Regions from separate parts of the Zea mays genome. Here region 1 is linked to region 2. A link is a contact called in public Hi-C data. All regions are on one chromosome and are shown on one strand. Each heading gives the region's core, a stretch centred on a gene start, on an enhancer-like site or on the middle of the called end of the contact. The rest is flanking DNA. Distances are from core to core; before and after follow the strand shown.

Region 1 (6,472 bases), core at 667-3,166, 300 kb after region 2:
CCAATGTGCAGGAATTAATGTGGGCAGCAAGACACTGAATATGGTGGGTGGAGGGGGTATAAATAGCCCTCACCCACCAACTAGCTGTTACCAGCACTGTTCTGCGCATGGGCACACCAGACAGTCCGGTGCGCCAACGGTGCGCCAACGGTCGACTCCAACGGCTAGTTTTGACAGCTAGCCGTTGGGCTGATGGCACACCGGACAGTCCGGTGCACTGTCCGGTGCGCTGTCCGGTGCACCACTAAAAATCCACTCGGGAACCTTACACTCTCGGGTTTCTGCGTGGGGAAAACCCTTCCCCTGGGCCCGCCTGGCCCCACCTGGCAGAGGGCACACCGGACAGTCCGGTGCACACCGGACAGTCCGGTGCCCCAAAGTCAGAAACCCTATTTTCTATTTTCCGCTGTTTTTCAAATCGGTTTTCGTTCTAACTTGTGAGTATGTTCTAGAGTGTCACGTAGCACTATATGTGAGTGTGAATATGCACCAACACTACACTATAACTCTCTTGGTCAAACTACTAATTGACAACCCCTGTCTTTATAGTACGGCTAAAACAAAATAAAAGACCTAACTAAATCACGAGTGTCCACAACTCCTTGACACTCGGACTACGTAGTCCTTCACTTTTTGTTTCGTCGTTTTAGCCGTCGCTTCGAGTTCTTATCTCCGGGATTGTTTTCACCATTGTAGTACTTCTACCTGTAATGCGACCTAACTTACCATTTGTCTCTGCAAAACACACGTTAGTCACATATAACATTACGTTGTCATTAATCACTAAAACCAACCAGGGCCCTAGATGCTTTCACTGTGCTCATACTCAATTCATCTTGGCAGTCCAATGTGGTGTGTTGGATACTTAATCACCAAAACATGGTAGAAATAGCTCTATGACACATTTTCCTTCCAGCACTGACCTCTAATATCTGCTCTAGCAATATTAACCACACACCATGTCGCGGACGACAAAATTGTCTTGCTCAATCCAAACCTCTAATACCTCAGCTGGGGCTAAGGGTGGATAAGATTAGTCCTCCTCTTTGCTGAGGTGGCCTTCAAGTTTGGTGACACGGCTCAGCACTAGACATCGTGCGACTCGACTTTGATGTTGTTGTTCTCATTGGGCCTGAAAGCATCTAGTCCCTCTGTGGTTTAGTTATTAATGACACCCAATACTATTGTGGGTACATGTGTTTTATAGAGGTAAATTAAGGTTAGGTCACAATGATTGTTTGCACAATCATGCCCTTGACTATGGATTTTGTTTAGGTTTTTAAAGGATTGATGATAAGGTTAAGAATTGACGAGTTCTAAGTATCGTTTAGAGTTGAGAGATATTTCAAATAGTTTAAGAGACTGATTTTTCCTTTAATTATAGTATAAAGGACGACAAATTAAATATCTTATTACTTTTTACATGACATATTTTAAAGAAAAAGGACGTTCTCCTCGATCTGATGGGGACGACTGTCGTTTGGAGTTGAGAGACATTTAAAATAATTTAAGAGATTTTGTTTTTTCCTTTGATCGTAGTATAAAGAACGCGAAATTAACTATCTTATTATTTTTTACAAGGCATGTTTTAGAGAAAAAGGATGTTTTCTCGATCTGATGGACGAGGCACTTCGGCCTAATTCTTGGCAGCAATGCCAAACACTCGTCTTGGTATCTGTAAATGTCCAAATTGGGCCTTGAATTTGGCCCAACTAACTATCCACTCAAGTCTGGATCGCAGGTCCATTAGGTCTAGTTAGATAGAGTCCAAGGAATTCTAAAGAGACTTTAGATAATCAAGTCCAATCCAGGCTATAGTGGGCCTTTCTATCGCGCGCATTTTCTTTCCGACCAGCCGAGCGCCGCCGCCCTCCGGCAGGTCTTCTTCCCGGCCACGACCACCCACGCCAGGTCTTCCCGGCCCCGAACGCGAGCACCCAGCCCTCCTCCAGGTCTTCCCCGGCGACGAGCGCGTAGAAGGTACGCCCGATCCTTCTCCTCCCTTCCTACTTCTCGAAACAGAGCACCCAAAACCATAGCTAAGCTATCTGTATTCGGATCTGACCCAGTTACCTACCAGTTTCGAAATTTTCTGCGAAAATTATCCACCCCTGCCATCGAGATCCTTAAGTACCAGGCATAAAATCTTGCCTAGTAATTCTGCGTACCAGAACCCATATCCAAATTTTCTTTAACCCTGTTACATGCCCATGCCCATGCTCATCTACCACTACCAGAGGGGATCCTTAGCACAATGGAAGAAGGAGCACCAGGGCCGTCGCAAGCCATCCCGGATTCTGGAGACACGTACCGCAACAGCTCCACCGCGCCCGTGGGCAGCAGCTCACCGTCTGTCGCGAAGCTCCGGAAGCTGCTGTTCCGGCGGATGCTCATCGGCGTCAACGACGGCCGCTACTTCCACGGCCTGTTCCACTGCATCGACAAGCAGGGCAACATCATCCTCCAGGACGCCGTAGAGTACCGCAGCGCCCGCCACTGCTCGCCTCCGACGGAGCAGCGGTGCCTGGGGCTCATCCTGATCCCGGCCGCCTGCCGGTCGTCGTGCCAGGTCGATTGCTCCGTTGAAGAGAAGATGTCGCTCCTGTGTTTTGAGTGAATCGTGCTTCAAAGGGAATACACTACGCATGTACTAAGTTACTGGGGCTCATCTCTGCTATCTGAAACTGAGAGGCATGATTGGTGTTTCCTATTTTTGAAGGATTGTTTATTAGAAAACTTCAGAGTTCATACATAAGCTTTTCTATTTTCTACTATGATGCAGAGTTTATTTTACATAGTCTTTAGTTAGCTCCAGAGCTACAGCTATCAACAAAAACAGAAGTTTAGAAGAATGCATCTAAATAGAAACTACAGATTGTTGGACTAGTTAAGTCTGGGACTGCGACACTAGAATCAAGAGCCTCTGACAAGGGATTTTAGCTTCAGGCCTTGTGAAAAGAGAACGGGAGAAAATCTGTAGTACATAAACTGCATTCAAAACTCCCAAAGTTCAATTACAACATCATCGTCAGATAACCTCTGGAAGAGAGCAACGCTCACAACAAAAATGTAAATGGTAGCAGTGTAGCTCTGTTCTATTTTAATAAATAAACTTATTAAAGAATTCTGAAAGTAGAACAACTTGCAATTAGATAACATCTTCTTTCTTGTATGACCTATGACAGTTCAATCCTGAAAATTCAGAACTCTGTAACATCATGATCATGTCTCAGATTCGCATAAACAAATACAGCACTGCATATGAAGCAAATCAATGGCTTCTAGCAAAAAATAGTTCACATAGTGAGCCTTGACACTACCAAGATTGCCCAACTCCTAAGTGGAACTCCACCGATTAACTGACACCTTCACCATCAAACCATTTTAGACAAGGAATGAGCGTCACGACAAGAGTTCTGAAGCCGTCCTTGCTGGCAACTGCATTTCCTCTGATATCAAGCTGTGCCAGCTTCAAAGATCTGAAGAACAATATGGCGTCCCAGTATTCCGTCACGTTGATATTATTTACCTCCTGGTACTCTTCAAAAGCTTCACTTGCTTCAGTTTTGTGTGAGAACGGAGACGGGCAGATATACCGTGCTGTGTCAATTGAGTGAGCTCCAATCTCGTTGAACGACAAATCCAGAACTTTCAGTGAGATTATCTTCGTAAGGGGTTCAAGTGCTGTGAAACTACTGATCTGGTTGTTGCTGATGTTCAAGAACACAAGGCGCTGCAAAGCCTCCAAACCTTAAAAAGAACAAAAAAAAGTTACCAACCCAAAGCCTGTTTCTCAAATCTTATCCTTCAGGCATTTGCCAATGACTAAGCCAATTATCTAAAAAATACAAATTAGTTTAATATAGTTATCACTTCTGCAACTGCATTTGAGAAGCTGTCGCAGGCCAACTGCATCTGGGAAGCTAATTCGCAGGCCTTGTTACAGTTAAAAGATCATACTATGCTTTTTCTTGGAGTGGACATAAGAGAGATGATTCCGAGACTAACCTTCGACTGATCTAAGACTATTATGGCTTAGGTCCAGCATTTGAACCCACAACAGGCGCTCAGCAAATCCGATGCGTGTTACAGACAATCTGCGAAACTGCACATGATGCAGGGGAGCTGAATTTGGTTGAACCTGAACAGAACAATGCTTCGTGAAAGTCTCCATGTCACATGTTAACTGCACGAAAAAGTTAAGTTAGACAGCAGCACATTATCCCTAAGCAAAGTCTATTCAAAACATTCTTTACCTTATCCATCAGGGCTAAGCTCCGTTCATCCTCATAGTACTGCTTATGAGATGGATCCAGGTGAATCAAGTCAGTGAAGAGCCCCAGTGCCTCTTCACAGTATCCCTTCCTTTCAATTAGAGATCTTCCACGGGATTTTATAGCAGCACAAGCAAGCAATAGCCGGGCTAATGTCAACTTCCCAAACTTGCTGGAAAAGGGAGTATGTTATGGCATTTGGGTTATAATCATGGAAAAGGAGATTCAGAACGAATTTAGAGCATAACCTATTGTCATCAGCTAACTCTCTGAAAAGATCTATCTCCTCAGACAGCCTTTCAAAATGCCAATCTGAGTCATGTTCGACCAAGGCACTAGTAATGTTTAGCAGATCCAAAGGGATAGGATCACGGTTTCCATGAGACTGGAATGAGTCTGAGCAATTCCAGGCAACTGGCTTATCAAACGTATCTAAACCCTGGGCTGCGTTGTTGCTGATCAGTTCAATGTAAAATGTAAAATGCACAGGACAGTTGTAGTTAGAGCCACTTCTAGACACAATGTCATCCGAGCAGGGTATGCTCATTTCAACAGAATATTCCTGCAAACTGCTACATTCATTTGTAATTTGAAGATATGTGGCCCAACATTTAGAGTACCCAGAGTCTGCCATTGTGAGGGGCCTCCATTGGATATCCTTACCGAACTCCAAATCAGACTTTAAGTTCACACTTGAATGATTTAATCCTTTGACAGGCTCATTAAAATAAAGAACAATGGGTACAGTCCTTGACCAGACGGATGACAGTGTGTGCTGCTCAGCCTTTTCCTTGATAAAAGAGAAACTGAGCTTTGCAGCATTAGAAGGCCATGAAGCAATCAGCTGTGGGTTATCTGGACTAGATGTTTGAGCTAAAAGCCAGAGGTGATAGAACCATCCACTTTGGTCACTTGGATCTGTAAAAAGAGCTTGAGTAACAAGTTCAAACTCCTCGGAAAAAATCTTCTGCTTTGACTCAAAACCTTTGCTCTGCTGGATTAGTAGGTTGGACAGAAGTATACTGCCAAAAAGGTGAATGAGAACGAAATTGCAGCAAATGATTTTAATATTGGTACCAGAACCAACAAGTAAACATAATAGTACACTGTGAGACAAATAGGACCAAGGGTAATACAAGGCAATCAAAATATTCTTTGCCAATTACAGGAAACAAGCATATTTACAGCATATCAATTTACAGTACAAATTACAAAATACTAAACTCATAGTTCCCGTCTGCTGTTTAACATGAAATGCAATCACATTGCTTCGAAGTGGCAGCTTAGTTTACTAGTAATTAACGCTTATTTCACTACTGCCAAAAATAAAGGTGAAGCAGACTACATTTTTCACTCAAATGGCAGTTATTAAATTGCATCTGTTTTCATCAATCATAATCCATCCGACATCCATGGTCACTGAGTATAGGTTTAGAACAAAAAATATCTAACATCACTGCATGGACATACGAAAAGTCTAAGCATTTATAAAGAACATACGCATATCATTCAAAAGAGTGGCCATAAGTAACAATTGTATACCTACGATTATGCCATGCTGAGTAATTACTGAAGTTGTCACTGATTTTATCCATCGTATACTTAAGCTCCTCATCATCTGGCAAACCCATGAATCTCGCAAGGAACCTGGGGGGAGGCGGGTCGAGTTCAATTCAAGCAGACTATCTTGACTGTACTCAAAGACAACAGAAACCTACCTTCGGTAATTCCATCCATGGAAATTCCTGGCGTCCACCTTTAACAGTTTATCCAAGAGGCCAAGCTCATATTTGAAATCCACAGGCGCTAGCTTTTGGTTTAGCAACCACTTCCGGTGATACCAAGCCCCATAGGACTTTGGGTTCTGCCTTAAAGCAACCTCAGCCTTCCAAATTTTAAGCATCGTCTAAGTAGGCAATTACAATGGACACCAAAAACGACGAAAGCACAGAAATACAAGAACTCTCCTTCTAACTGATACAAGAGTGTTGATGGATCAGAGAACTAACCACTCTCAGCTCATCATCAATAGCAGACTTGATGGCCTGTGGGTCAGAAAGCTCCTTGACATTGTGCTGCAACGCAAGCTTCCGGTAGTTCCATGCCGTGTAGGCCTCTGGATTTGTCTCGAGCAGCTTGAAGCTCAGCCCAATTGACTCCTTTGTGTACCTACAGGCCCCAGCCACTGATTAAATAAG
Region 2 (6,212 bases), core at 492-2,991:
TAGTACTTCAAGTCTTCAACTATGAACTTTGCTTTGAAAACTCTGGCCTCTACAAGAATAAAGATATGTATCAAATCAAGTTAAAGGAAGAACAGAGATATCACTCCTGCAAGACAACATGCAGTGATATAGAGCCTATTTGGTTCAGCTTTTTATAACAATTTTTTTAGAATCTAGATTCCTAGAGAATCTAGGTGTGGGGAGAATTTGAATATCGTGAGGTTTACGTGCGGAGGAAGATGAAGTGGTCTATAAGGTTTAGAGTTTAGAAAGGGACGTATTCCTTCCATCGTGCGACAGATTCTAGGTTCATGTTGATTAAACGATTTTCACCAAAGCGATTCTCACATAAGCGGACTGAGTGGAGCGTTTAGCTGCCAAAAGCTGCTTCTGGCGGCTAGAATCCAATTTTAAGCTGAAACAAACTCTCTCATAGAATGGTGATGACGATAAATAGACGGTCGTTGTAACAAAATAGCTAGGAAAGAGACAAGAGGACGTAGGACCTGTTTGGATCTACGGTGCTAAAGTTTTGTAGTACACTTTTAGTAAACTTTAGCACTTAGAGATCCAAACGAGAATGCTAATAGGTGCTAAAAGTAAAAGGTACTAGAAATGAAGTCATAAAACCTAAACCCGACCCGTAATCACATCAATAATGATTATTTAAATAGATGAGCTCAGCTAACCAAAGAAAAAGAATAAAAGTTAACTGCTTTGACAATAAATTTATAGACTCCGCTCCGCATGGACAAACTGTAGCGTGTAGAACTGGAATGGACTGATGCAATGAAATTAAATAAAAAAAGAGCCTCAATAGGATGAGCGAAAGAGACGACACAAGAGAGAAATCCACCAGAGGTGCATAGTTAAACAGGAGAAACCACCACCCACACGGAGGATCCCAAGTGGTCTAGTCGAACAGCATAGCAGACCACCAGCCATAGGCCATAGCAGCAGGTGGCAGAAAACACAGAGCACCAATGTGTGCACACCTCTGACCGCACAGATGGGGATTGCGGTGGTCGGACGTCCATTCCGCTCCTGAAGATGGATGGAGACGGACGGTCGGTCGGTACCTTCCCTCCTTCCGCCCCTGAATTCGGACAGGGCGACAGACAACAGCTCCGCCGGCCGCGTGTACGGGTGACGGCCCTGCGGACAGCAGGGACTAGCGGGGATGGGTGCGGAGATGGGCAGACGAGCGCCGCGACGACGCTCAGATCCCGAACAAGCAAACACATGTTCGCGCGAAGACGACAAAGACGAAGACATACGGCTCTGCGTCGATTCCAATGGGAACTGTGACGACAGGCTCCCACGACGGACGGTGCGCGCCGTGGACGGCACGCGAACTCCTCTAACCGGCGGCGCGGAGATTCCCCTTCGTCTGACGGACGGGTGCGCGGACGACGAATTCCCGTGTGCGGACTCCATGACACCAGCTTGACTGCTCCTGCATAACGACTAGACGCGACTGAAAACAAAAGTCGAAGATTGACGAGGCCGCCCCTAGGACCAGAGTTTGATCTTCCCGGGGGCAGAGCAGCAGAGGGAAGGGTCGGGAAAAATTAACCTTTTGCCAGTGACATATAAAATACAATGTCAGTGATTGAGCTGTCAATGACTGATGGTTAAGTGAATTTCGTAAAGTTGGCAAAAATTAAGACCCCCCCAATAGGACCATATATAGAGTATACGAGGGATACAGGAGAAAAACCCTAGCCCAGAAGATTACACAAGCACCCTTAACTATTATACCTTCACAATGATCAGCTTTATTGGTGTACAGGCTGCTAATGAGGTTAAGCACATGAAGGCTGTTCAGGCTGATCGTTTAAAGAAGCTGCAGGATCTTCGCATGAAGCTTAACGAGTGTTCTGCTACGGAGATAAAGCTAGCGCAGGCCATTGAAGATGAGATACATTTAACTATTACTGCTGTGCTTTCAGCGGATGACAATAGAAAGACAGCTTGTCAACTTGCTTTCCGCGAGGATCAGCAAATTATCAGGGTAACCGAGTCTTTCTTTAATTCAACCAACGCAAATGCTTGTTAAGGAGAAAATTTGTCATGCAGTAACTACTTGCTTTTCTTAGGGGGGAGATAACTATTTGCTTTCTGTATCAGGATAAGTGGATACATATTTCCCGTGCTCTGATGGATGAGAGAGGACCATGGTCTGCTAACCCTTTTCCAAATGATGTTGTGACTCACTGGAAACTTGACAAGACAGAGGATAGATGGAGGCGGCGGTTCAAGTTCAAACGTAATTACAAATTTGATGAACGATTATGTCAGCCTTCACAGTCAAGGAATGAAAGTACAGCAACTTTAGCTGACCAGCTGTACATTAGTGCCAAAATTACTCAGAAAATGAAGCAATTCCTTGTTAAAGGAGTGCGGGGAATCACAGAGGATAGTAGTTACGAACAATTTGAAGACACTAATGACGCGAGTGAATCTTCCCAGAGTAATCCTTCAGAGAGCCAAAACCTTAATAATGCTGCAGATACCTCTGATCATCATGCTTCTGCACATTATAAGAAAGAGCCATCATCTACTAATGGAGATAATGATTATACAAAGGTAAAGAAAAAGCTTTAGTATACATTTCATCTGAAAGCAGAAAACGATTGTTGATTTCTGGTCATTGTCCATTTTGCAGGTGCTATGTTCAGTTCGTTGTGTTTTTGTTACCCCAAAGCGAAAATTAGCAGGACAACTGGATATCACACGAACTGTCATGCATTTTTCTTTTGAATTTTTGGTTGAAGGAACTGGAGGATCATCTGTTTTTAGCAAGTTTAAAGACAAAAAAGATTCAGACTGCAAGAACGAGCTGGGAGGTGTGGACAGACTTGACGGATGCCGAGACAGTATGATTGAAACCAATGGTGTTTTGATGCAAAACCAGTCTAACAAGATCAAACGTCACAAAAGGTGGAACATAACTAAGGTATCTCTCTCCCCTAGTCTTTCCTCTCACTTGCTCACTCTCTTAATCTCCTTCCATACATGTTTACAGATAAAAGGAGTTCATTGGACACGCTACCTACTGCAATATACTGCAATGGAGATCTTCTTTGATGATTCAACTGCACCTATATTTTTAAACTTTTCTTCCCAAAAGGATACTAAAAATGCTGGGACTTTGTTAGTTTCTCTTAGGAATGAAGCTTTGTTCCCTAAAGGAAGTACCAAAGACAAAAATAATATCATTTCATTCGTGGACAGGCGAGTTGGACTTGAAATGGCTGAGAATGCCAGGGAAAGATGGAAAAGGAGGGAAATCAGTAACTTTGAGTATCTTGTGATTTTAAATACCCTTGCTGGAAGATCTTACAATGACTTAACTCAGTATCCTATATTTCCATGGGTATTGGCTGATTACACCTCTGAAAAGCTTGATTTCAACAAGTCATCGACTTTCAGGGATCTTTCAAAACCAGTTGGTGCGTTGGATGAAAACCGCTTCAAGGTGCAGCTACTATTGTGTACTTATTTGTAATTGTAGGCTATCATCACCTTATCATAACTTCACGTTAGTAATGCATTATTGGGCAGGTTTTTGAAGATAGATATCTTAGTTTCTGTGACCCTGATATACCAAGGTTGAACCTTTATTCATTTGTTAGTGTTCTCCTTTTTTAGTTTACTCTTTTTGCAATAACAGCCATGTTTGTTTCCTGCAGTTTTTATTACGGATCTCACTACTCTAGCATGGGAATCGTTCTTCATTACATGCTTAGGCTTGAGCCATTTACAACTCTGCATCTAAATTTTCAGGTTGTCACTTAACTCATTATGGAAATATTTATCATTGCTTCCTTAAAATTCAAGCACATAGCTATTATTTTCAAAACACTATTCACGAATTTGTCGATACATAATTTCTCTTGTCGTATTTCACCACAGTTCAAAATAAGGGATCTTGTCATATTATTTACATTTATGCCTGTCTGACACTTGTGCAGGGTGGCAAGTTTGACCATGCAGATCGTTTGTTCCAAAGCATTGAGAGCGCTTACATAAATAGCTTATCAAATACAAGTGACGTCAAAGAGCTTATTCCAGAATTCTTTTACATGCCTGAGTTTCTTGAAAATTCAAATTCATATCATCTTGGTGTCAAGCAGGATGGGGAACCTATAGGCGATGTTGCTCTCCCTCCATGGGCAAAGGTAATAGTTCCTCTTGTTGTTAGTTATATTTGTCATAATTCTTTTATTGAGAATGGATTGACCAGGATAGTTCTGTTGCTTTTCTAATGACACTTAATTTAGCGGTGCAACTGTGTTAGTAAAAACATGTACTGTTCTCAGATACAGAGGGTATATCTAGCTTTCTGAATATAAAATAGATTCTCAAACATCCCCGGCTAATTTGCTTCACATAATGTTTTCTTTATATTCTGGCTTTGGCCATCTTTAGTTCGCAAATTCAATCCTAATAAGTTTACCATTGCAAAGAATAACTTTTGCAAACTGTTATATAGCCCAGCTTCATAGCTTGAAGGTGATGATGTGCTAGCTTTCACAACATGTTACATTTCGTATCTCATCTCAAATTTTCCTTCTGCTATATGATTAATACATACAAAACTGTAGGGATCGCCTGAAGAATTCATCCACATCAACAGAGAAGCCCTTGAAAGTGAATATGTGAGCTCTAATCTGCATAACTGGATTGACCTCATATTTGGTTACAAGCAGCGTGGACAACCAGCTGTTGAGGTGCAACTGTGTTGCTATTTCCATCATCATTGAAACACTGTCAATAGAATACTACCTAACTCATGCATACATTTTGGATAGGCAGCAAACATATTTTACTACGTGACATATGAAGGTGCAGTTGATCTGGAAAATATGGATGACATGTTACATAAATCTGCTATTGAGGATCAGATAGCAAATTTTGGACAGACACCAATCCAGATTTTCCGGACGAAGCATCCAAGAAGAGGGCCTCCCATCCCAATTGCTCATCCACTGTATTTTGCACCACAGTCGCTAACATTAACATCAAGTGTTTGTAGTACGGCCAGCCACATGTGTGCTATACTATTTATAAGTTTGTTGGAGAACACTGTTGTATTGATGAATGAGGGACTCATATTGTCAGTAAAGCTGTGGTTGACAACACACCTGCAGTCAGGTGGAAATTTCACATATTCCGGACCACAGGTTCTTCTTGACTAAAGGCACTGCTAAATGTTAAAGAAGGCATCGGTATCCCAGTAACTTTTGTTTATTACATTTTCTTTTTTTTTGTAGGAACATTCCTTTGGAATTGGTTCAGATGTTATCTCTCCTCGTAAAATTGGCACTTTCCTTGCTGAAAACGTTAAGTTTGGAAGACAATTCTTAGCAACGATGCAAAATAGTCGTGATAATTATTTGATTTTATGTGGAAACTGGGAGAACAGTTTTCAAATAATTTCTCTTAGTGATGGAAGAATTATGCAGAGCATCAGGCAACACAAGGATGTTGTTAGCTGTGTTGCAGGTATTTATAAGACTTTTGATGTGTTTATGCTTATTCATTCTCTTTCAAATTTTCCTGAATTAAGCTACTAGATTTTTACTGTCAGAAAAAATAACTGTATTCAAATAAAGAGATTCCAATTAATATACAGAGCCTTTTTCAGGATTAAGCCCCTAAAAAATGACAGTAGTGAGTTGATGTCTCATTATGGTTTTGGCGTGCAGTAACCTATGAGAACTTCTAATACTGAATATAGTCTATTGGCCACTGCATAACATAGTGCACCAACACCAAGACCATTTGTATATTTTCAGTTCGGTAATGATGTCTATATAGATATTACCTGGATACAAGTGTCGTTAGTCTTTCTCTCTAAGGGTGGTTTCCTTTAGTTTTTACCTTATGGAATGTTTCTTGTATGCTTGTTTTTGGCCCCCGTAAGGAGTGCTTTGTATGGTTTGGGCTGTCTTTTGGCCCTATAAAACTTTTTCTGCTTAATGATAATGATGCGCAGTTCTCATGCGCTTTCGAGAAAAAAAGGCAGCTCAGCTAGGCTGCCTTTTTTCTGTCTTCGTTATGTTTCCTGCATTTTGTAAAAAAAACTGTGAATGGTACTCCGTATCACATTGTTTCGTCATTGTATGAAATTCTGCCGTATTTTCCATTTCTATGCTGCAGTTTCGTCTGACGGGAACGTGGTTGCAACTGGTAGTTATGACACA

What was found. Hi-C and Micro-C count contacts between places; a contact is called where the count stands out from the background.
Region 1: a contact with region 2 is called in a Hi-C map of ear, with 2.9 times the contacts expected there. The contact joins the promoter of LOC100280759 here to the promoter of LOC103629637 in region 2. A contact is called at or near these places in 3 of 25 Hi-C or Micro-C datasets (ear, endosperm and tassel).

Annotation. Positions count from the first base shown.
Region 1 is chr6:101,105,225-101,111,696 of Zm-B73-REFERENCE-NAM-5.0, forward strand. LOC100280759 (sm protein) reads left to right here and starts at 1,917. Exons shown (of 1, transcript NM_001153680.1): 1 at 1,917-2,755. The coding sequence starts at 2,255. The coding sequence ends at 2,617. It overlaps LOC100501641 (Geranylgeranyl transferase type-2 subunit alpha 1), which reads right to left. Exons shown (of 8, transcript NM_001196321.1): 2 at 6,284-6,443; 3 at 5,993-6,159; 4 at 5,817-5,921; 5 at 4,523-5,296; 6 at 4,257-4,446; 7 at 4,009-4,186; 8 at 3,151-3,750. The coding sequence ends at 3,356.
Region 2 is chr6:100,800,713-100,806,924 of Zm-B73-REFERENCE-NAM-5.0, forward strand. LOC103629637 reads right to left here and starts at 1,742. Exons shown (of 2, transcript XM_020539322.2): 1 at 996-1,742; 2 at 1-49. The coding sequence starts at 1,437. LOC103629638 (BEACH domain-containing protein B) reads left to right here. Exons shown (of 40, transcript XM_020539321.3): 29 at 1,793-2,014; 30 at 2,131-2,589; 31 at 2,669-2,959; 32 at 3,029-3,481; 33 at 3,568-3,614; 34 at 3,696-3,789; 35 at 3,978-4,184; 36 at 4,611-4,736; 37 at 4,822-5,189; 38 at 5,280-5,511; 39 at 6,169-6,212. The coding sequence ends at 4,842.